Linked DNA regions of Mus musculus: regions 1, 2 and 4 are each linked to region 3. A link is a contact called in public promoter capture Hi-C data. All regions are on one chromosome and are shown on one strand. Each heading gives the region's core, a stretch centred on a gene start, on an enhancer-like site or on the middle of the called end of the contact. The rest is flanking DNA. Distances are from core to core; before and after follow the strand shown.

Evidence for each region. Promoter capture Hi-C pulls out the DNA fragments that hold promoters and counts their contacts.
Region 1: a contact with region 3 is called in a promoter capture Hi-C map of frontonasal cranial neural crest, with 4 times the contacts expected there. The contact joins the enhancer-like site here to the promoter of Postn in region 3. A contact is called at or near these places in 10 of 39 promoter capture datasets (the 3T3-L1 cell line, HPC-7-derived erythroid cells, cranial neural crest and 7 more), 1 of 115 datasets of contacts at active chromatin or transcription factors (fibro-adipogenic progenitors) and 3 of 9 other capture datasets (adipose tissue, liver and pancreatic islet).
Region 2: a contact with region 3 is called in a promoter capture Hi-C map of the 3T3-L1 cell line, with 6 times the contacts expected there. The contact joins the enhancer-like site here to the promoter of Postn in region 3. A contact is called at or near these places in 16 of 39 promoter capture datasets (the 3T3-L1 cell line, 3T3-L1-derived adipocytes, the HPC-7 cell line and 8 more), 6 of 15 datasets of contacts at CTCF or cohesin (the NIH/3T3 cell line, embryonic stem cells, liver and 2 more), 51 of 484 Hi-C or Micro-C datasets (3T3-L1-derived adipocytes, the AtT-20 cell line, CD4 T cells and 18 more), 6 of 115 datasets of contacts at active chromatin or transcription factors (embryonic fibroblasts, embryonic stem cells, fibro-adipogenic progenitors and 2 more) and 3 of 9 other capture datasets (adipose tissue, liver and pancreatic islet).
Region 4: a promoter capture Hi-C map of second pharyngeal arch cranial neural crest shows a contact between it and region 3, with 5 times the contacts expected there. The contact joins the enhancer-like site here to the promoter of Postn in region 3. A contact is called at or near these places in 19 of 39 promoter capture datasets (the 3T3-L1 cell line, 3T3-L1-derived adipocytes, the HPC-7 cell line and 12 more), 2 of 15 datasets of contacts at CTCF or cohesin (the NIH/3T3 cell line and stem cell-derived epiblast-like cells), 13 of 484 Hi-C or Micro-C datasets (the 3T3-L1 cell line, the C2C12 cell line, CD8 T cells and 7 more), 8 of 115 datasets of contacts at active chromatin or transcription factors (the NIH/3T3 cell line, craniofacial prominence, embryonic fibroblasts and 5 more) and 4 of 9 other capture datasets (adipose tissue, liver, macrophages and 1 more).

Annotation. Positions count from the first base shown.
Region 1 is chr3:54,608,589-54,614,254 of GRCm38.p6, forward strand. No RefSeq gene overlaps it. Among named protein-coding and RNA genes, the nearest start is that of Gm40050, 10 kb to the left of the region's middle. Within about 2 kb of position 3,208, at least 18 of the 459 cell types and tissues checked have an H3K27ac peak or open chromatin away from gene starts, as enhancers often do. A contact at or near this core is called in fibro-adipogenic progenitors, where this site is marked.
Region 2 is chr3:54,512,975-54,519,051 of GRCm38.p6, forward strand. The region is part of intron 3 of Gm31154 (a long non-coding RNA gene); the gene reads right to left. Among named protein-coding and RNA genes, the nearest start is that of Gm31154, 19 kb to the right of the region's middle. Within about 2 kb of position 2,652, at least 1 of the 459 cell types and tissues checked has an H3K27ac peak or open chromatin away from gene starts, as enhancers often do.
Region 3 is chr3:54,359,781-54,366,033 of GRCm38.p6, forward strand. Postn (periostin, osteoblast specific factor) reads left to right here and starts at 1,327. Exons shown (of 22, transcript NM_001198765.1): 1 at 1,327-1,487; 2 at 2,847-2,945; 3 at 6,124-6,188. The coding sequence starts at 1,363. Gm31095 (a long non-coding RNA gene) reads right to left here and starts at 1,291. Exons shown (of 2, transcript XR_375670.3): 1 at 1,139-1,291; 2 at 1-470.
Region 4 is chr3:54,557,452-54,563,359 of GRCm38.p6, forward strand. No RefSeq gene overlaps it. Among named protein-coding and RNA genes, the nearest start is that of Gm31154, 26 kb to the left of the region's middle. Within about 2 kb of position 3,005, at least 24 of the 459 cell types and tissues checked have an H3K27ac peak or open chromatin away from gene starts, as enhancers often do. A contact at or near this core is called in cancer-associated fibroblasts, craniofacial prominence, heart atrium and 1 more, where this site is marked.

The DNA.
Region 1 (5,666 bases), core at 1,958-4,457, 250 kb after region 3:
TCCCTCCATGATGAAAATGGACTAAATCTCTGAACTATAAACCAAGTTAAATGTTTGCCTTTATAAGAGTTGCCATGATCATGGTGTCTCTTTGCAGCAATAGAAACCTTAAGACACTAATGAATGACCTTGCCCCAAATTACTCTTTCCCAAAAGCATGAAGCTGAGGTGGACTCTATGATGACAGATGTCACACCTCAGTGATGTTCCACCTTGGTAGATTGTCCCTGCTATAATGTAGCACTGTTACGTCAGTCTATGCTCTGTAGGTCCAAGTTGTCTACACCAGTGTCCTGGTTGTTAACAGCCATATAGGGTTTGTAGAGCTTTAATGTTTCTGCCAAAAGTTGTCACTCTCACCTCTCAAACTGAGCTGTGGAAGTGACTGGAGTCATTATTCACAGACCTCTTGATAACGTCAAATGAAGAGAGGAGAAAAGCACAGATGTGGTAGTTGGCAACACTCCTCGAAGCTTTGGGATTCAGGTTATGCCAGTGTGACTGACTAAATGTGCTACCACTTGCTTCGTGTGACATGCAAGACTCCCTTGCAGATGACTACACGGCTAGACATTTATATCACCTAGATCTGCAACATCGTTATCCAATGCACTGATTAGTTTTGTCCCATAAAACAAGTTGACTAGTCAGATGGATACACCTATAACACAAACCAGACACATGGAAACCACCACAGAAGCTCATTGCTGTATAACTTAGAGTTCAGAGACCCCTGTGTGGTGTTCCCTTCCCTCAATAAGCTGCACAGGGGGTTGTGGGTAGATAGGCTTTGTAGTCTCATGTACACAGTCAATCCCTCTGAAGGATCTTATTCGGATTCCAAGTCTATACATTCAACTTTCTGCTAAAATTTATTTGCAAACCTCAAAGACTTTCTTCCATGATCTGTCATCATGTGCAGAGCAGCAGAAGAAAACTGTGCACTAGTTCCCAGATGCAGTGAGGTGCCAGCCTGCCTGTCCTCACCCCTACTTGCACACAGAGATAGGCAGGGTATGGGAACTGCAGAATAGGAAGGGTGACTTGGATCCAGCCCTGAGACCATGTGGATTGATTTTAATTCAGCATTGGAGCCTGTTAGTGTTCTGAGCTAAGGCAAGCCACTTGGTGCTTCTCGATCTAGCTGTGTCTTTTTTTTTAAGATTTATTTATTATTATATGTAAGTTCACTGTAGCTGTCTTCAGACACACCAGAAGAGGGTGTCAGATCTCATTGTGGATGGTTGTGAACCACCAGGTTGCTGGGATTTCTTCGGAAAAGCAATCAGTGCTCGTAACCGCTGAGCCGTCTCTCCAGCCCTAGCTGTGTCTTCGGTAACAGAAAGACAATAGACTCTACCAGTGTGAGTTATTAGGATTAAAAAGTTGTTGCATGTATTTCCTCCAGGAGTCAGTTCTGGTTTATGCTAGTTACATCGCAGTACCACCACATTGGCTGGCAGTTCAAGTGCAGAAATCCACATGCTATCTATCTTTTACAGATGTGGTCCAACTCCATTGCTATTTGTCACGAATGATTGTTATCAATGGTTCAGGGCTCATAGGGAAACTTATAACTGCCAGCAACTCCAGTCCCAGGGACTCTGTCACCTTCTTCTGGTCCCCCAAAGGCACTCTACACACATGGCACACACATATAATTCGGGCACGTACACATACATCTTTCAATTCGGAGCTCCATGTCTTTAGAAACACACGAAGTGTTTGCTTACATTGGGCTGCTGCAGCCCAGTCAACTGTGATTTTAAACTGTGATTTTTTTAAAAGCAGTTCTACCCATACCTGGCTTGGAACGCAATACTTTTGGCTGAGCTCAACTACAATTAATTTAAAATATACTGAAATTTTATGCTCCTTTTGAACTAGCTTTTTAAAAGTACATCAAGCTCAATGAAAAAAATGTGCCCCCCCCCAAAAAATAATAATAATGCACACCAGATAGTTGCATCAAAGGCTCCCTGGTTGATACAGTGCTGACGTGCAGGGTCGGAAAGCTCACAAAAGCCTTTTATTTTATTTTGTGGACTGGGTTATTTTAAAAGATTTCAGTCCTCTTCGGAGAATGTTCCATAAATAAGTGCTGTTCTTGCACTAGTGGCCGGGAGAGTATGTCCTATTGACTAATGGCTAATGCCTTAAGCAGTTTGTGAGGTGTGTGGATTTATGTGTGTCTAATATTGGCTTGAAATATTTTCCTGGAAGCTATCAAGTTAAGCATCTCCCAAGCTCACTAAGTACCTATATTATATATCAAACATATATATATTATATATCACACACACACACACATATATATATATATTATATATCAAACATATATATTATATCAAACATATATATATATATATATTATATATCAAACATCAGCCTGTCACCTGGAAGACACTGCCAACCAGTACTGCTCTTTGCTTTGATTCTTTACTAAGCCTTCTCCATCTTCGGTCTCTACCGACATTTTGTCTGTCTGTTCCCAGCAACTCTTGCAGGCCTGTAGCCACACTTTTTCTTTCCTTTTATATTATGATTTACAAACCTCAAATTCTAAGTTCTAAGGAGAAGAGCCAAGCAGGAGAATGAACACACACACACACACACACACACACACACACACACACACACACACCAGATCTCAAGGGAAAGCATCCACTGGAGCGGAGATAGCATCCCTGGCAGTAGGGCCTCACGCTGGCTTTAAGGAGCTTAGCAGGGAGAAACTGGGTCCAGGTTTCCCTTGCTGACTGCATCTTCCAGGTGCAGTGCTTTTTCCACTAGCAAGGCAATACGGATGCTGAGGAGCTAAAGCAAAGAACATAACGAATTCTAAGACACTGTCTCTGGCCTTCCTTGTCACACTGTGCCTGGCACCTCACGGCTTCATCATCTCCCCACACCGACAGATAGCCCTGTTTATCCATCCAAGAGTTTGTGTTGCAATGGCTTCTAGTTTGGGGACATCTGGTTTTCATCGACTCTGCATGTGGTCTGGGAACTACTGTCCTAGAGTCTCCAGTCGTTAGGTAACAGAAAATGATGGCGAAGACTTTAGCAAGTAGGATGAAAGCACTCCAGTCTCAGAACCTGAACTTTCATGATGGCAGGCTCCCCTGCCAGAAGTCTGGTACTGTATTTCCTGTTTATTCCAGAACTAGTGGCAAAGTCTCCATTCTTGTGGTTGCAGTCTTTCAGCTTCCAGTAGTAACCAGATCCCAGAAACGATTATATAATCCGAGGTCATCTGCCTCTCGGGTGACAGCTAACACTTCCTCTTCTTGAGTTGAATTTTCAGTTTTTTAATCGCCATTGGAAAACACGTCAGACCCATTTAATTATTTTCCTTAAGTAGTTTTAAGATTTTTATTAAAGCTTTGTTTTTATGTATATGAGTACTCTATCTGCATATACACCTACATGCCAGAAAAAAAGTATCAGATCCGATTACAGATGGTTTTAAACCACCTTGTAGTTGCTGGGAATTGAACTCAGAACCTCTGGAGAAACAGCCAGTGCCCTTCATTTCTGAGCTGTCTCTCCAGCCCTTAAGATTTTCTTTTAAGACAGGGTCTCCATCAGCCTGTTTTGGAACTCACTATGTAAATCACACTGGCCTGAACTCACAGAGATCCATCCACCTCTGATTTCAACTCTACTGGGATTAACATTGTATACCTACCACACCCATATTCATCTTGCTTTCAATTATACTCAAGTATGTATATCTGTGCACATGAGTACAAGTACCTCAGAGGGTATTGGATACCCTCAAGCCAGAGTTAGTTACAAGTGGTTGAGAGCGGCCTGACACGGGTGCTAGGAACTAAAGTTGGACGCTCTGCTAGAGCAGCAAACACTTAACCTCTGAGTCCTCTCCCCAGCCCTCCCAACATTTCAGTACAGCTCTAATTCATGGACTCATTTCAGCTCTGCAGAGGAGATCACACACAGACATCAGTGTTGTAAATGATATGTAGATACAAGAGAAACAAAATCAATGTAGTCAATAGTCAGGGAGCAAGAGTTCCTCATAAGCCAGTTGATGCCGTGGTATTTAAGGGCAGAGCAGAAAATGCTTTCTACTGGAGACTTTGTGTTTAGTAGACGAGGGAAAGTAAAGAAAGCAACACAGATGAAGTTCAGGCCAAAGGCACAGTGCTCATGCACACTGTGAAAGCAACAGAACAGCCAGTTGGTGGGGGGTTATACTGCTCTAGTTAAAACTCAAAACAGTAAACCTGAACTTCACTCAGTCCCTCACAAAAAACCATTAACTTATAATGGCTAAAAGCCTGGGGGTGGTTCCTTCCTCCCACCCATACACATCCTGAATTGAAGGTGGTAAGATGAACTGAGATTCCAGACCAGCGTCTTAAGAGCTGTGTGACCTTGGGAGAGGTTCTGAAGTCTACGGAGCTGTGTGTTGGGTGAAATGTTGACACCTGTGGGGACTGCACTCGGAAGGCAGATGTCTAACACTGGAGCCTGAGCCTGCTGAGCTCTCCACAACTGAGGGCTGTTCCGTCTGAGCAGTGAGCCCATACTCCGGAAGTGAAGTGATTGGATGGATTCAAAGATAGTGATCAGAATGAATCAGAGTGGGGACTCAGACCAGCTGAGCATGGGGTGTAGACAACGCCAGCAGTTGGGATGCTGAGGCAGAAAAATCAGTCTAAGCTCCACAGTGGAGTTTGTGGTCAGGCTAAGCTATAAAGCAATAACCTATTGGGAGAAAGGAAGGAAGGAAGGAAAGGAGGAAGGGAGAGGGACGGAGGGAGGGAAAGTAAAAAGAACACTACTAATTCTTTAAAGCATATAACCTAAACATGTAAATATTTAAATATATATATATATAGTATACATTAATATTAATATCAATTAGTTGATTGATTGGATTAATTTGTATTAATTTATATTACTATTACTATGTTAATAATACTAATACTAATATGTATTTATATAAGAATATGTATTATATACTTCTGTAAGATATATATATGATATATATGCTTATTTAAGAATATAAACATTGACAGGAAAGTTGGCAGAAATAGTCCAATGGTGACTGTGTCAGAACTTGGGCATCATCTACAGAAAGCAGTAAAAAGGACCTACTAGTCAAGAATGGCTGTGAGATTTCATGGGCCAAGGAAGTCGTGCTTCACTATTTATTTAAAGAATCAGTAATTAGCATAGTAAGAAGTAATCAGAGTGGAAATATGGCTTTCAGGTTTCTCTGTTGTTGTTTTGTTTTTCAGGGTAGGGTTTCTATTCTTTTGCTTACTGTAGTATTGTATGCTGAGCATGTTCTTCCTCTTAGCATGATACCTTGAAGACCACCCCTCATGCCGTGCCTCTCCCTCTCCTATGGATTCCCCTTTGGTTCCTTACACAATGTTACATCTACTTCCCTCTAGTGTACACATGCTTGGCTTTATGTGACTACATAAAATCTAGAAACCACAATGAGAGACTGCAGAATATCTGTCTTTCTGAGACTGGGTTAATTTGCTGACTGTAACTGTCTCCAGTTGCATCCATTGTCCCTCCCACAAATGACACAACTTCATTCTTTACAGCTGAAAACAGTTCCCCTGTCGGGCTCATGAAGCACACAGTCTCACCCACTCCTCTGTTCTTAGACACCCGAGCTG
Region 2 (6,077 bases), core at 1,402-3,901, 150 kb after region 3:
CTAAATTTAACAAATGAAGTCTCTGATATCTAATTCTTACAGACTGTGTAATTTTTTTATTAAATATGTAACACCTACTCAGTAAACATTTCAGGGTGCCGTTCAAAGCCGCTTAACATAACATGGTCTCTATTTCCTACAGAAGCTTACTTTTGTCTTTAATATTTGTTTCAACATGTAACTAAATATAAATATGTTCGGTTCCTAATAACACCCCTCAAATTGTTTGGACCAGCACAAATATCTCTCTTCATGAGTGTTTAGAAATGATTAAAAATTGATTTTCCAGAATTTGAACTACAAGACATAACTTTTTTCTACTCTTGGGGAACTATTACACAAATACTAGGGAAAATTTACTAAAGTCAGTTTACTTGTATTTCAAAAGAATGTTGGTAGCAGAAAACCAAAGTATTGTTTAGTGAGAAACACATTCTGCCAATATCACCAAAATATTACCAATATTTCTATACAAGGAAATAATTTATTCTGATAAACATTTACCATTTAACAAATATCAGAGCTATGACACTGATTAGGGAAGGGACTAATGTAAGAAGTTTCAACAGTGCTTATCAGTTGATGACTGTCTGCTGAGTACTACGATGCGAACATGTAGAGATGAAAGATGGGTTCATCATCCTAGCAGATAAGCTTGAAATTATAAAAGAAATGTTGGGATAAACCAAACCCACCTTGAACATGAGCATGAATCAACCACTCAGTGAAGGCACCTACCAAGACCTAAACTTTCCCAAGCTGAATTGTGAAAATGCAGTTATATTTATCCAGGTAATGAATGGAGATACTTGTCAGAATAAAACACTTAAAATGATGACAAAAGGGAGCTCAGAGATGAATGTTTGCGCAACTGCCAGGAGCTCAATGAGCCGGAAGCACAGATTTACGGGAAAGCATAAAAAATAATGTGGCTGAACATTCCATCACACACTTGGTTATATGAACCTCGAGTGTCATGGCAAAGGAACCAGAGCTTTGAATTTCACTTCAGGAATTATGAAAATGAATGTGGAAATCCCAGTGGGTGTCCTCATCCCTATTTCTACAAGAACCTTGGTTCTAGAGGATCACATTAAAATCAGTTAGAACAGTTATATAGTCAACATGAGTGTTCAAGGGCCCAACCTAAGCTGGTTGACTAGAGTGTTACAGAAATGCTCTTGATTTTCTTTCTCTTCATGTTTCCCACTATAAAACTGCAAGAAGTATTGGGAAAAAGCTTCAACTCTCCTCTGTACCATGGCTCCACCCACCTGCTCACTCTTGTCTTCCAAAGAAGAGAATGATGTAGTTAAAGACACAAAGAAAGCCCTCAACACCATTTCAGTCTTGGCTTTTGAGGAATAGATCTATCCCAAGATGAACTTGCTACCTTCCTTCTACCTGGAGTGGTGAAGACCACAGTTCATGGCAGGAACAGTGTCACTCAGCTGACATCTCAACTCTAGGAGGTTGCAAGTTTAAAGCCTGACGAAAATATGTTATGATGTGATATAAGAGAGATGAGGGGAAAGAGAAGAAAAATAAGGATCCTGACTGTTGCAGATCAGAGTTCCAAGTCTTCTTTCATGACAGATATTGACAGGCCCACATCTGGCCCAAAGTGTGTCACCAGGTGCCATTTCCAGTTATGTACACTAAAAGGTACACACGATCTTTCGGGTGAGGTCATGAGTCAGACCTGAGTGGTGAATTAGGAAGACTTGTTTTGACTGCAGAACCCTGCTTCACTCTGCATTACATTTTTACCCATAGGAAAGAGAGCATCTTCATCTTTATAAGAACACCAGGGCTGAGTATTGGTTCGTCCCTAACTAGAGAAGAACTCACAACAACACCCAGAAGAGAAAGTCCATGGGATTATATAGATGGCTAAAGCTGGGTATATTTTTCAAAGATTTATTTTATGTTTTATGTGTATGAGTATTTCCCCTTCATGTAGATATATGCACCACATGTATGTAGTGCCTGTGGATGCCAGCAGGAGGCATCAGATTGTTTGGAACGGGAAGTATAGATAAGTATAAATTGCCATGTGAGTGCTCGGAACGAAACCCAAGTCTCAGCAAGAGCAGTAAGTACTCACAACAGCTGAGCCATCTTTCAGGCCCTAAAGAGAGTCAAAGGTGACCCAGTCTCTCAACATCACTACCATGTCTATTTGCAGAGAGTTCAAACTCAACAAAAAGGCTATTAATGGCTCCAGCTAGAAAAAGAAATTTCCTCTAACAAGGAATGTTTGGTCAAAGTGGATGCAGGCAGAAATAGCTGGTAGTGCCAGGACACTCATTCTCAGCCCAAGGTACCAACAGAGGGCAAGAAGTGCCTCTTCCAGTCTTGTTTTTGTCCACCATTCATCTGCAGCCTGCTAGTGGTACCCTGATCACACCACAAGGACCAGACGTCCCCACAGGTGGGCTAAAATGTGGCATCTTTTCAAATTAGAAATTCACCCAAAGTGACTCATATTTCTAAGAAAAGTAATGTTAAGGCATTAAATGACACAGGACACACAGAAAGTATTTGTTATTTAAAGCAAAATTGGGTGAGTGTCATTGGCCTCTCCCACTAAACCTGGATGTATAAGGCAGCCCATTTCTCCCTTTTCACCACAAGGATTTGAAATCCTGGACCTAAAAGCCAATATTCCATCATCCTTTGATTAATACTTTTCTAGCTCCCTCTGGGCCTATGTTCTCATGCTGTGGAATTCAAAACTAGTCAAATAAAATTTGTGCTATAAATTGCAGATTTCTCTGATAGCTCGCTGACTTCATTGCTTTTTCATTTGTTTGTTTCTAATAACATGGAAAATTAAGGAAAATATCATAAAATATATGAAGACATCAGTAATGCATTTTGGTAAAAATTGGGACTTCATTATGTTATCCTGATTCATCACAAATAATAAAACTTTTAATGTAAAAAAAATTCTATAGGCCTGGATAAAAACAGAAACAAAATATCTTCAATATATTTATATATTAATAACAACACTCAAATTTTGATTATGATTTTTGGTCGAAAGACATTAACAAAGTCTACCACACTGTCATATAGCCTGAGTGTCATTTATTTTCTAGAGGTTTTCCTGAATACTTCTTGATGCTCATAACACACATACACACACACACACACACACACACACACACACACACTTCCACATAGTCTATTTTTCATGGTTTTTTACACATATAAACATTTTTTCAATTTATTGATGAGACAAAGTGATTTTTTTTACTTTAATTTCTTTAATTTCTCAATGAAGAAGCATCGCCAACTTGACACAAAGTTTCTCTATCAGCAAGGACCAAGTGAATGAATGAATAAATGAATGGTGATCAAATAGCATTCTCATCTATCAACCCATAGAAGAAAAGTCGTTTTCAGACAGCAAGTAAAAGTGTAGCTTCCTTTTAATGAGCAAGGATTCTACTTTTAAGAAGAGGAAAGAAATACACAACCAGAGAGAGCCATTACTCAAAATCTGTTCCTTAATTTAGATACACATATGCATGCACATGCATACACATAGAAAGAGAAATCTAATCCCATCTACACTGCCCATTAATCAAAGTTAATTGTGGGTGAAAAAGAAAACCATATAAATAGAAAGCCAAGACCATTATCAATCCTATTTTATATCCCTGAATACATTGTTCTTCATACTAGTTATTTCAGATAAAACAATTGTCAATCAAGATTTCTTGAAGTTTAGGCAGGGGTGTTTGAAGAGCGCATTTTAGTTGACATTCTTAGAGTAACCACATGCTTTTGTAGAAAAACACACATCCCACTTCCTAATAGTATACTCATATGTAAAACTCAATCCCAGACTGAAAAATACTCATTCCAGTAGATCCTGGGTGGAGACTGTTGAGTTTGCAACCTGAGTAAGTAGTAATAAATTACACCATTATCTGTATTGTTTTTTGTTTCTCGTGCGCACGCGAGTGCCTGCATGCCTGCGTGCGTGTGCGTATGCGTGTGCGTATGCGTGTGTGTGTGTGTGTGTGTGTGTGTGTGTGTGTGTGTGTGTGTAAGCAAGAGGACAGCATGTAACTCAGAGGACAACCTCAGGTGTCATCAGAAAGAGCACTGTCTGCCTCATTTGAGACAGCATCCCTCATTAGTCTGAAGCTTGCCAACTAGACCAGACTGACTATCTAGGCAGCTTCAAGGGTAATCTCATCTGTGTTTCCCCAGTACTGGAGATATGAACACACCACCAGCCTCGTGTTTTCATATGTATTCCAAGGGTTGAACTAGGGGCCTGCAAGACAAGCATGTGACTGACTGAGACATCTCTCTAGCCAAACTTTTGTCTTTAATTGATATATTTCAGACAGGTTGTTGGGCCTAGGTTCATAGGTCTGCCAGAGTCTAGTCTTTGACCCTAACGTAGTGTAATCTTACTCAAAACAAGCAACAAATTGTTACAACCTGGTTATCAGTTATTTAATAAAAAGGTCCTTGACTCTGGAACATTCGATAATGTCCTTATTTGCTGTGAACTTTAGCATCTGCCTCTTTATTCCCTGTAGGTCATGATGAAGCTCAATAGCATGAATCATACATACTAAGCACATTGTATTAATTTGACCCAGCGTGCTATTTCTTCACTTGGAAATTCACTCAACTTTTAATTTTCTGTGTGAAGCACAAAAGAACGACTCACTAGGGACGTGCTGTTCCAACTTTTCTTCTACTGACTTTTTGCCTCATTTGAAATGTCCAATATGCAGAAAAAAGACAGTAATTTGACAATCTAAATGATGGTATCTCTAACTCTGGAGGGACTTCATCCAGGTCCGAAATGAAGACATTGTGTTCCTTGTCAGTAACACTTCATCATGATGCTCAACAGGTCATTCAGACACCAGAGTGCTGCAAAGAGAGAAGTCTGCTGTGTTCCTTTCTTCTTCTATTTCATATAGAATAACCACCTGACTTAGGTTTCTATTACTGTGATAAAACACCATGACCAGAAAGAAAGAGTTCATTTAATTTTTTTTAATTTCTATATAACACTTCATCTCTGAGGGAAGCCAGAGAAGGAACTCAAGGCAGGAACCGGGAGGCAGGAACTGAAGCAAGAGGCCATGGAGGAACACCGCATGCTCCTCATGGCTTGTTCAGCCTGCTTTCTTGTACACACCAGGACTACATTCCCAGCATGGCACCACTCACAGTGGGCTGGGTCCTCCCCTAACAAGAATCCATTAATCAAGAGTCCATTAATCAAGAAAATGCCTCACATATTTGCCTACAGGCAATCTAATGGAGGTACTTTCTCAATTCATTTTCCTTTTCCCAGATAACTCTAGCTAATATCAAATTGACAAAAGACTAACTTGGAAACTACCCAAAGAAATTAGACCCGTGCTGCTCATAAATCTTTGGAAAGTTTAATCAGCTTTTTATAGCTGGAAGGATAAAGCCATACAAATATTATATGTGTATGGTTGTTCACATGTGTGTGCTCATATGTCTGCAGGCATACATGTGTCTGCATTCATGTGAAGGTTTATGGTTTAAGGTTTATGAGCATCTTCCTCAGTCACACTTTCTTCTGCTAAACACAGAACTGGCTAATTTGGCTAGTATATCTAGCCAGCTTGCCCCAGGGTTTCCCTGTCTCTATTTCCCAAGCAGTGGGATCATAAGTATGTTGCAAACCTCCCCCTGCCTCCCAGATTTCCTGTCACTGATGGAGATCCAAAATCAGTATTCACACTTGCATAGCTATTCTTGCAAAAACAGCATCAGTACTACATGGATGTGAATTTTCGGTGAGATTTTTCACACCAACTCTGAAAATATAAGAGAAACAGAGGCACAGAAAAGAGAACGACTTGGCAAGTCATCTGGAGTGGAACCTCCTTGGCATAACTGGCCTCCAACAAACAAAATCACAAAGAACATGTCAGAGCTGAAGCTGGCTTTGGAGATATTCCATATCTGCTCTTTCTTTGATGACACCATAAATAAAACTATCCAATGATCAACCACCACACAGTCTCTTAAAGAACACTTGGGGGACACATTCAACTTTT
Region 3 (6,253 bases), core at 77-2,576:
AGATAGTTTTATACACTTTCAATCCTTTAATACCAAAATTTCAGAAGTGACAGAGGCCTCTGACTCATCTTCAAACTGTGTTGTTTGGCTGTGTACTTAATAAATTAGCTGTTAGTTGCAGGATTATTTTAACACTGAAAGGAAACTTCTCATGGGAAGCTTACACATCTCTCCAGATAAGGAATTCTCTCTGGACTAATGTGGCCTCCCTTCAACTTTTCCAACTGTAAAACAGCCACAGTGTCTTTGCCTTGTCAGTGGGAAAACAATACTGACACCCATAAATGGGTATGGGGGGGGGCTTCACAACACAGCACAGAAAACACCCCCCTCTCTAGAGATGCTTTAAAATGTGTGCATTCACAGAGACTGATGGCTGTTTCCATTCCTTGCCAACTGAAGCTTCGTATCTTCGCAGCTTCTTCATCGAAAGGTTTCTCTGCATCTCATATCTGGTCATGTGTGAAGACCTAAAAAACAAACAAAAAACAAAAAAACAAAAAAACAAAGTGTCTTCCCTCAGCTAAGAATGCTGAGGTTCAACTCCAAGAGAGTACAGTTGTTCTTACAGAAAGCAGAAGGATACTCTTGGCAGCAACCCTGTTTCTTAATATGCATTTAATTGCCACATTATTTCTGGATTAGTAATACTTGTTTCCAGGGCTTATCAGAGTATGCAGTGTGTGTGTAATGGAAAACAAAAAAAAGTAAAATTGTGAGAAAGATAGATAGATAGATAGATAGATAGATAGATAGATAGATAGATATATTTCAAAAGTTAGAGAAATTCTCCCAAAGTAGATCTTTGTTACTTAACCCTCTATACTCATTATGAGTTGAAAAGACATGGCCCCAGTTTCATAGGACTTCAAGGGGCATGTGTCTCTTCCACATAAGCTGTGGAAATCACACTTTAAATGCATTGTACATCTATCCAGGATTTGGGTTAAATGCCCCTGTGATTTCTCTTCTCCGTGTTCTGCTGTGGAGTGATTTAAGTGCAATCAGATCAAACCAGGAAAGTAACTGAGCTCAGAGACACAGAGTGTGGTGGCAGAGACAGAAGGCAGAGAGATCCCTAAACTCAGAATCAGCTCTTTTCGCAATGTAAACCTATAGAAGTGAAAAACGGGCTCACCATGATTGAAAACAAATAGGAGACAGAGTTCAGATTGCTCAGAACCCAGGAGATTTCCAGGGACAGCCCAGGGCTGCTGGTGCTTCTGTAAGGCCATCGCAAGCTTCAGGTTGGCCCAGCGCCCCCTCCCACAGCCTTGCTCCCTCCCACAGCCCAGAGCTATATAAACTCAGCTCTCCAGAGCACAGGCCAGATCTCTTCCTGGACGGAGCTCAGGGCTGAAGATGGTTCCTCTCCTGCCCTTATATGCTCTGCTGCTGCTGTTCCTGTGTGATATTAACCCTGCAAATGCCAACAGTTACTATGACAAGGTCCTGGCTCACAGCCGCATCAGGGGTCGGGATCAGGGGTAAGTCCCTGGCTTGTTTTATCTTTATGTCTCACTTAGCTTGTTCTAGAAATATGCGTGAAGTTCCTTGTAAATGCACCACAGGGGAGCTGTTTTACTTATTGCAAGGTAATAGGAAAAGAAACAATTATGGGTCTTCTATAAATATACATATATAGATGTAGATAGATATACAGTTACTATGACATATATATGCCTTAAACTCATAAGAAGTGCTATCAACATAGCAAGTATTTTTAATTGATGTGGGTTGTTAATTTTAATGTAATTAACGAAATACAGTTTGGTAATCCTTACTAATTCAGTTTACTTGGCATTTTATTTCTTTCCATTACTGCAGAATATGGTTTTCAAAATCAGAGTGTCTGCTCTTTAATGGTATCATGTCAAAGGTTTTAAGATGTCCTGCAAGATATCAGTGCAAATTTCCTTTGTTTTGTATGTGAAAATTTAACTCTGGGCTTTTTGGAGTATTTTTTTAATCTTCTAGGATAAATGTAGGATTTTCAAAAGTTATTAGAAACATCTTAGTAACTCAAGCAAACATCTGCACACTTTGCATGAGACTCTTGGCATTCCTCCCTAAGCCTTAGGGGGATTTTCATTTTTCTGAGTTCTCAGAGCAGTCTGCTTAGCAGTGGAGTAGAATTTCCATCCCTTTAAGAGAAAGCAAGCTTAAAATTGCAATAGAGAAGGATACTCTTACTTGTTCTCTTTAAAGAAACAAATTTCATTTGTGTAAAGGCATTGTTCAAAAGTTACTTTTAACACCAATCTACTTCTGTAAGCACCTAGGGAGTCACACAGCAGAGTGTGAAGTAAAACCTGTGTCCTTTACCATCAGTCTCCTGCTGTCGAGAAAAATCCTGAAGCTACCCATCTCCCAAATGAATAAATGCTTAGTTTTAAAATAATGGAATTTTTCTCTATTAACAGTAGTTTGTACATAAATCTAAACTCTGTTAAGTCTAATTCTGTTAAAATATCCCTGCCAGGTTAACTTTTTGAAATACTGGTATAAGTCTCAAGTATACAGTGGTCTTCCCTGCCTTCCCCTTCCTCCCCCTTCCCTTTTCCCTTCTCCTCACCCCTCCCCTCCCTACATCCTCTCCTCCCTCCTATACCCCTCCCTTTTTCCTCTTCTCCCTCCTCTTCCTATCTTTCTTAGACTTCTGCTTTTGCCAGCAGCTCAATAGAACTGGGACAGGAGTTAGCTTTATACAAAGTTGAGATCTCATCTTGGAATGTCAGGACTTCACCCAAACATTTCTTTCAGTCACCTGACCTGTAATTGGGAAGAGGCAGGTGCCATAGCAATTAACTCTTTTTTTCCTCGCCCTCCTCCCTCTCTATCTCCAGCCCAAACGTCTGTGCCCTCCAGCAAATTCTGGGCACCAAAAAGAAATACTTCAGCTCCTGTAAGAACTGGTATCAAGGTGCTATCTGCGGGAAGAAAACGTGAGTCTCACCCTTTTCTTTATTGAAAGTTTGAAGAGCCTACAGGATGGTATTTGCCTCTTCTTGGGCACACACCCCAGTTGAAGATACTGTCCAAACTCATGTGTTTTTAAAGCAAGGCACATGCACAGGCAGAGAAGCTCCCTCTCAACACCACTGTTATAAGAGTAGATTTCTCTCTAAGTGCATAAGCTGAAGAGGCCAAAGCAGGCCCTGTGACCATGTGATATGTCCTGAATCTATGTGAAAAAAAAAAAATGTGGTCTCTACTCATTGTACACTCTTTGTTGTTTTGTCCTCTTCTGTCTTAAGAGATCCTAATACACTCTGTGTTTCATTTGCTTGTCTTATATCTATACACACACACACACACACACACACACACACACACACACACACACACTCAGAATCAAGGAGAACAAATTGATATGAAATGTCAAATTGTAAAAGCCCAAATAGATGTTTCTCCAGTCATTTAGACATCATGATAAAGATTCCACTTCACCCCTGAATTTTCACTAAGCACAAAGTGAGAAAGATGTTGCACTTTCCACAGGCTGCCTGATCCCCAGGAAACCATTACAGTGACAGTGAAGCCCATCACTTGGTCGAATATTCCTGTAGCTAAAAGGATGATTCTCCCATGGTTCTGCTGTATATTTCACTGATCAACTTAGAGATGGAAAACATGATTGACGATGTAGTAGACATGTTTGTTGATTTATTTCACTATAGCTATTGGTAAGAAAAATAAGAACACTAGGTCTATAAAAGTTAATCACTTGCCCAATTTATCATTTTACAAAGAGGGTGCTGTCTCAAAGGTAGGATAGCTCATGTCATCCCAGTGTTGAAAATAATGGAAGGGCCCCTTGCTGCCATCAACCTGATCCTCTATGAGGTAGCCTTGAGGACTGGAGGATCTGAATATGTACTTAAGATACCATGGTGAACTTCATGTACCCTCTAAAGAGGCTGAGGCAAGAAGACTGCCCCAACCTCTACAACCTCTAGGATACCTTGAGCTCCAAAGTGAGAAACCTTTAAATACATACATACATACATACATACATACATACATACATACATACATAGAAAGACAATTTCTATCCTCGTGCCATTGGGACAAACACTCAATGCAGAACTATTTAAGCTTGGGAAGTCAGTGATCTTCCTATGTTGAGTGTTTAAGGAAAGTATTTTCATGTTCTTTCTGGAAGTTAAAGTCATCTTATTTTCACAATGTAACTATATTAGAGATGCCAAAGTTGTCACACAACCAAAGTCGAGTCTCTTGTTTTCCATTAACCAAAAGTTGTGCTGGTAGCCAGACATTTTACCAAAACTTTAACAATGTACCCTTGGCAAAATTTCCTCCAGTTGCTTCCATTTCAAAATCACATTTACATCTCTTCACTGAGACAAATACAAATGCTAACCTCAACTAAGCAAAGAAACCAATGGAATGGACAGGGAGGAAGCCTGGCTTGCCCTCCACTCCCTTCCTGACACGTCCTTGCCAGCATCTTCTGTGTCATGCAGCTTTTTAAGTTGTCTTCTGGTTAATCAGCGACATTGGGAATTTACTAGAAAGAAACAGGCCAGGTCTCAAGAAGGCATCAGCATCCCTAGGCTTAGGTTTAAGGCACTGTTTATAGTAATGTAGAATCCCTTCCATAAAGCATTCCACAGGCTCCCTGTTGGTGCAAGTGACATGTTCAGTTGGCTTTCTGTGACATTTTTGTTACTACTCAGATAGTGAGGGCAAATTCCCCACCTCCAAGCTGTGCAGAGCAATTATTATGCTTTTTTCTTGCTTTATGTGACTTCCTGGCCATATAGAAAAATGGATTTGTGTGTAGCATATGTGCTTTCTGTGAACAAAACCTAAACGTTTTTGTTGTATTTGAAACATCCCCTCAGATAAACACATTGTCCACTTCTCAGCTGAGGTCCCAGGCCACTGTTCTGCAAGCTCGCCCCTTCCCCAGCATGACTTTTTCTGCTTCAGAGCTGATTATCAGATTGTATTAATGTTTGGTGTAGACATTTGTCTCATAAACACAGTGTCCTGTTCTCATCTTATTGATCTTCAGGTCTCTTCCTATAGACATATCTTATGTTTATTGTTTACAATGTGCTTAAATCAAATTCACAAGAACATTCAATTAATTTCTACAAAGAAGTATAATTGTCACAAGGGGGGCAAATGAAGATTTGCATTGGGGTCACACGCAGTTCCCTTGTTTCAGTTGAGACAACTCTTTGACATTACAAAAAAAGAAGCTAAAACAAAATAGGAAAGTTTAAATTTGTATAGAACAGTTAAATTAATAACAATAATTGATAAATTAATGAATAATAAATGATGATAATTTTTAAAAGTAACTCTGTATCTTAGTTATAAATAGAGCTTACTTGGTTGACTGCTTTCCCCAAATGCACAGAGCCCTGGGTTTGATCCCCAACACCACATAAATCCACTCTGATGGCTTTCACCATAGAGAATCAGGGGTTCAGGGTCATCCTTAAGTTCATAGGGAGCTCAAGGTCAGTCTGGTCTCATGAGACACTGTCGCATGTGGGGGGGAGCGATGAAATAAGACAGAAGAGGGTAAAAATGAATAAACTGATCAAAGTATATCATGTGTATGTATGTAAACACTAGAGAAATCTATAATCCATACTAACAATTTTACATGAGATAGGATTTCATACATTAAAGTGGGCTAGTATATTTCTAGTTTCAAGGTACCATACACCAATGAGCATTTTGCTGGTATTTAGAGCTAACACAGTTATCCTAAAGACAATCTTTCGGTATTCACAACTATTTGTATTTTGATATTATCATTGCTCTTCCCGTATTATACTGTTGGAAGACTGAATTCTGCTATATCAAGAACATTGTTTAAGTACATCTGTCTAGTATACAGAGAAAATGCACACTAAACTCCATCCTTCAGTACCAAGATCCAGGACTTTCCCCCCACTGCCTCAAGGGTGCAGAGAAAAATCAAACTTGCATAACTATCTGGTATCTATAGGGTAGAAACAAAAGATGGCTTCTACAATCTTAGCACATTATAGGAATAATTAATATTCTGCTCATCTTATGTGAAAGTACATGGTTTGCAGTTCTCTCTTTTAATATTGAAATTTCCCCCCCTCTATGCAGCACTGTGCTATATGAATGCTGCCCTGGCTATATGAGAATGGAAGGGATGAAAGGCTGCCCCGCAGGTAAAATCTACATTTCTGGATTGTACATGGGAGCTTTTCCTCTGTGAGGAACCAGTTCAGCACAC
Region 4 (5,908 bases), core at 1,755-4,254, 200 kb after region 3:
TCAGACTCACAGGACATGACACTCATGGCTCAAAAGAAGTTAGCCAGAGAAAAGGAAGAGGCACTCTCAAAAACCTTTGGTTTCTCTTTGGGTTACCAAAGACTCTGAGCCTTGGGTCACCTCCAAACGCCTGCATTGACTTGGAAAGCAAGAGCGTGTTCGTGGCTCTTTAACCACATGCTTATTCATGAAATAAACATTATTTTCACATACATCTTCTTTATTGAAATGCCATGCTTCATAACTAAACAAGGATGTATACAAAGGTATTTAAAAGTCAAAGGTCAAAGTGCTGGAGAAAGCACACATATATGCATGTGTTGCCCAGGCTTTCCATAGTTGACATATACGACTGTCTTCTACAAAAATCAACAGCCAAGAATGTTTAGAAAAACACTGCAAAAAAAATATCAAAAATACACAAGCTGGGCCTGGAAAGATGGCTGAGTGGTTAAGAGGTCTTCCTGCTCTTCCCCAGCGCTTGGTAGCTCACAACTGTCTGTGACTTTCGTGCCAGGAGATCCAGTGTTCTTCTCTTCTGGCTTCCAAGGTACCTGTAATCACATGTACATATTCTATACATAAACACACATATATACACATAATTAAAATTGATAAAGATAAGTCTGTTAAAAATTCTGAGGAGACATTTATCTTGGGTTGGACTAGCGCTCCTACAAGGCCAACAGCAAGAAGGGCCTCCATAGGTAACAGTTCTATATACCTGAGAACTGTGGATGATGGCTAGATCTGGGTTAGGGACATTTTAAGGAAATTTATGGAAATCGTTGGGGGGGGGATTGTGAATATTTTAAGACTCTGCCTCTATAGAACCAGGGCTAACTCGTCGGCCTAAAGTTGAGCTAAACGGACATGGTGTTTGTAAAAGTTAATAAATGAATTATCCTTTCTCCCTCCAGCTTCAGACATGACTGCAGGATGAGAGGAGAAAGAAAACAAGGTATGTTTTATCGATAGTAGATTCAGAGATAAGGCCTCCATGTCTGGTGGTTATGAACTTCCTAATAATGGATCCTCACCATGAAAGATCACCACGGTGGGAACTACCACAGAGACCCACAGCTGGACAACGTGCGGAGAGAGAGCTACTGGAACCATCCACCCTCAGTGTGATGTCTCCATCAGCCCATACCCCTTAAGGCTCGGGGATCTATGTGGAAAGATTGTGAGAGCCAGAGAGGGTGAAGGAAACCAAGGAAACAGCATCGTCCAGACACAGCGGGACTGACTTCCATGTGAACTCAGAGTGTCACAGAAGTACAAAGCCTGTGCAGGTTCAAACCAGACAGGGTCCCAGCTCTGAGAGGGGGAAGTGGACACTAGATCCCTCCCTTAAGTGAGAAGACATCTGCAATTGATTCCTGCTGGCAAAGAGAAAACTCCTTTTTTCCCAATGGAGTCTCACTGGCCATATCAACCACACTGCAAGGCAGGCCCCATGTCAGGAGTTGTCAATACAAAGGGAACTGAATGGGATTCTGTTGCCTTCTTTGTTTCATTTTGCTTTGTTTTGGAGTTTTTATCTTATTGCTTATTTTGGATTGTTTTGTTTTTGTTGTTGTTTTGGAAGGAGAGAGAGAGACCTTTTGTTTGGTTTTGTTTCTTGTTGGGGGTGTTTGAGTGTTTTTTAAGAGAGTGAATGAGCAGAAAGGCTTGGATAGGATCTGGGAGAAGCTAGGAGAGGAAAGAGCATAGACTGTCAGTAACAGTAAGTTAGCTGGCCCTCTTCCCCCCAAGTCAGCATGCATACATCCTGCCTTAAGCACAAGCCTTGGAAAGTCACCAAAGTTAGAGAGAATTTCCTTTGATAGTGCACTGCCTGCCCTGGGGAACCTAATGATAACCACTGCCTGCAGGCCTTTCCCAAACCCTCCCGCAGATAATCTATGGATCCGAACCAATGCAAAGTCTGAATGCAGGAAAACTGGCTTCTCTTGGTGCTGTAACTGTAATTCTCTAAGAAGCAGTCCAAGGTGCCCTGAAGATGCAGGAGCCTTTAGGCTAAGTGGTCTTTGATTGTTCCCAGAAGGTGCCCTGATGTTCTGGCACATCTCCCCTGGTTTCCTTCTGCCACACCACTTTCCCAAAAGAGTCAAACACAAATCCCAGTGCCAAGCAAGTCCAAAGGTGCCTGAGCCCCCTCAAACCCTCCGCACCTCAGCTGCTATCCTTCTGCCAGAAGGATCCAGCCAGCTCTGGGGGTGCACTTAACCAATGGCCTCAGAACTTAGAATCTAACATTCATTGTTCCTCTGTTCCTGCTTTTGGCCCACTGAGTTCCTATCTGGGAAAAGTTCGCCAGCTGCCAAGAGCCAGGTCATAACACACTAACTGCCCCTAGCTTGATAAATCCAAAGAAGGCATCTTGCTCTCAAAGGACTTTGCCAACCACTTTTTTTTTTAGATCTCACTATATCTAAAACAGACAATGAAACTGTGCATGAATTAAACTGTAAAAAGGAGAAATGTTTAAATTAAGACCAAACTGTACACCAAGGTGAACAGCAGAAACAAAATCTCAATTATGAACAGGAACCACTCTAGAAACATTGTTCCTCTGAAGCAGTAGAAACCACCATGCACTTTCTTCTCCCTATGCAAAAAACAATGGGAAAATGGACCAGAAGAGCCATGGGCCCCAGGGACACATCTGCTTAGCTGTCTAGTCTACAGAAAGTCTGAGTCCAGACCCTTGGGAAATCTATTGTTCTTAGGGTCTACCTTCCCTCTAACAGTACTTCTGGTTTATAGATTCATCCCCGTTGGATTTCAAACTTTAGTGGAAGCTTTGAGAAAGATATTTAGATGTTCAACTGAAACAATCACACCCTAAAAAGCAGCCAAGTAAAATAAACTAGGGAATTTTCTGATTAAAAGAAAAAAAAAAAAAACTTCAAAGAAATTGCAACCAGATGGTTCCCTTCAACCACTGATTTATTTGTTCTGAAATGTGAACAAGAGGAAGCAGGCTGTAGCAGAAAGATTGGTTTAGACATACTGAGGGCAACGCTTGTTAAGATGGGGAGGGGTGGAGAAGAGAGGAAGGGAGATAGGGAAGGAGGAGGGAGGGAGGGAAGAGGGAGACAATTTTGTAGAGTATTTTAAGGGTAGGTCTCTATAAATCTATTGACTTTTAGAATTTAGGGTCTCAATAAATCTTGGCCAAAGGTCAAAATTTGAGTAGCAGCTGGGGCAGAAAGTTGTAGGGATTTAGCATCATCGCTGATGAAGGCTATCTAAGCAAACAGGCTTAGTGTGCAGGGCTCTGGCGTTAGTAATGGGCCCTACTGCAACAGTGACAAGACTTCTTTATACTCAGAATTCACCCTTTTTCTAAGTCATAAAAAGAAACTGAACGAGTCTATTATCCCACTGAGAGGCATAATGGATTTTAAGATTCCTTCTAACTTTCAATCACCCAACTGCAACAAGACACAAATAGCCTTTTTAAAGAATATTGTTAGGGTTATTATTGCTGTGATGAAACACCGTGACCAAGCAACTTGAGGAGGAAAAGGTATATTTGGCTTCTACTTCCACATCGTTATTCATCACTGAAAGATGTCAGGTCAGGAACTCAAGCAGGGCAGAAACCTGAAGTCAGGAGCTAAAGTGGAAGTCAAGGAGGGGTGCTGCCAACTGGCTTGCTTCCCATGGCGTAGAACCCAGGACCACCAGCACAGGGACAGCACCACCCACCATGGGCTGAGCCCTCCCTCATCAATCATTAATTTTAAAAAGATTCTACAAGCTTGCCTACAAGCCAATCTTACAGAGGCATTTTCATAATTGAGGTTCCCTCCTCTGAGTTGACTATAGCTGTGTCAAGTTGACATTAAACTAGCCGGCAGAGCTATCAAACTATGGGTTACGCTGCTTTGGCTAAGGAGGAAGGCCACCTTCCCCCTCTAAAGAACAAGCCTTTGCCATCAGATCCAAGGAATAGAAAATGTGCTTCTAGAGAGTGGTGCTCTGTACAGTTGGAACTTTGGTGCTTTGGTGTGAGGGAGAATTTCAAATGGGAGATGAGCTTGTTGTGGACCTTCCATATCAGTTAATAAGGTCAACATTATAAGAGAAAAGAATAGGATACATGCATGGAGAAGTTTAACAAGGACTGTAGGTTTAGATTTTTCAAAACTTACTTTAATTGGGCATCTTATGCTTCAACCTCTCTTCTAGCCCATCTACTAGAAGTAGGGGGAAGAGAGGTTAATAGGAAATAAGGGCTGTAGACTTGTTTAGAAGTAGTTCTTGGGATGATTCCAATCTTTGTTGTCAAAATATCAGGAGTCCAGCCAAAAACATCAAACATGAATGGTTGGTGGCAGTCCAGTCCAATTGGCAAACACCAAACCCAAATCAGTAGCAGCTGCTCAATACAGAAGAAACCAGAGTCCTCAAGGATCCACCTAATAGGCATGAGTCTGAGGAAGTGGCAAAAGGAGCTGGAAAACCGCGAGAAATTCCTTTGTGCTTTTCTCTCTACAAAGTCGCAACAATCAGAGATCAGCGGAGATCAGTGGAGCATTGCAAGGTGAACCAATGCAAGAACATCATTTGCTGTCTTTTGGATTCTACTTATCCTCTTAATTGTACTTATGCATTGTGTGTCTCCTCAAGTGTTTGCCTTAGCAAAACAAACATCCTCTCATAAGGATTCCAGAAAAACATCACATGACACATCTGAGTCTCCAAGGAAACCAGAAATTTCTACTTCAAGGAACTTTGGGAGAGATTAAAAGGAAAGCAGAATAAGGAAGGAATAGAATTGAAGAGGACTAAACATGCTCTGCAAATGGCTGTCCTTTGGAAGATGTGTTAAGTGGTCATAGCCACCGCTGGAATGCATGTAAGCTGGGCTGCTGCTAGTCCTTGGTAGCTCATTGCTTGCCTGGTATGAAAGAGGCCCTGGGTTCATTCCTGAGACAAAAACAAAAGATGTCTTGCTGATGAGCAGTCCGAGCAGCCAGATAGGCTATTTCCACCCAGGTTAAAACATGTGCTTCCACTTACAACACAGCTTATCCAGTCATTACAGGAACGAGAGTCTCCTACTATGGCTTGGACAAATGTATGCCAACAACTCACATGTTAAAAGCCTGGTCCTCAAATTGGTGTTATCAGAAGGTGCTATGGATACTCAAAGGTAGGGTTGACAACTGGGAAGATGATCTTCTCTTCTTTCAAGTCAATTGCCTCATCATAGCAATGTTCAAGGACTAAGGCTACATCCTGCAGGCAGAACTTCAGCAAGCCACTAAGGATCCCCTAAATATCTCAAGCAGTGATGGGGAGAACTTTTCCCTGCCCCTTGCATTGAAAAAAGAAGAAGAAGAAGAAGAAGAAGAAGAAGAAGAAGAAGAAGAAGAAGAAGAAGAAGAAGAAGAAGAAGAAGAAGAAGTAGTAGTAGTAGTACAAGGAAGGTGGTGCAGATCCCAAACCACTGTGTCAAAGAGGAAACAGGACCACATTTTAGGGGCAAGTCTCTGGTCACGAGTATGGCTGGATGCTCACCCCAGTCATCAAGTTGCCTAGTGCCTAGATATCTGCTCTCAAACCTGTACAATCGACATAAAAATTGGCAGGAACTTTAGAGAACCTACACCAAGAATTTAGTCAGTTAATGTGTATAAGGGATGTGGCAGCATATCTACCACATAGAAACCGCTCACTAGCCCACAGTCAGCTAATGGATGGATCACAGGGCTCCCAATGGAGGAGCTAGAGAAAGTACCCAAGGAGCTAAAGGGATCTGCAACCCTATAGGTGGATCAACATTATGAACTAACCAGTACCCCGGAGCTCTTGACTCTAGCTGCATATGTATCAAAAGATGGCCCAGTCGGCCATCACTGGAAAGAGAGGCCCATTGGACACACAAACT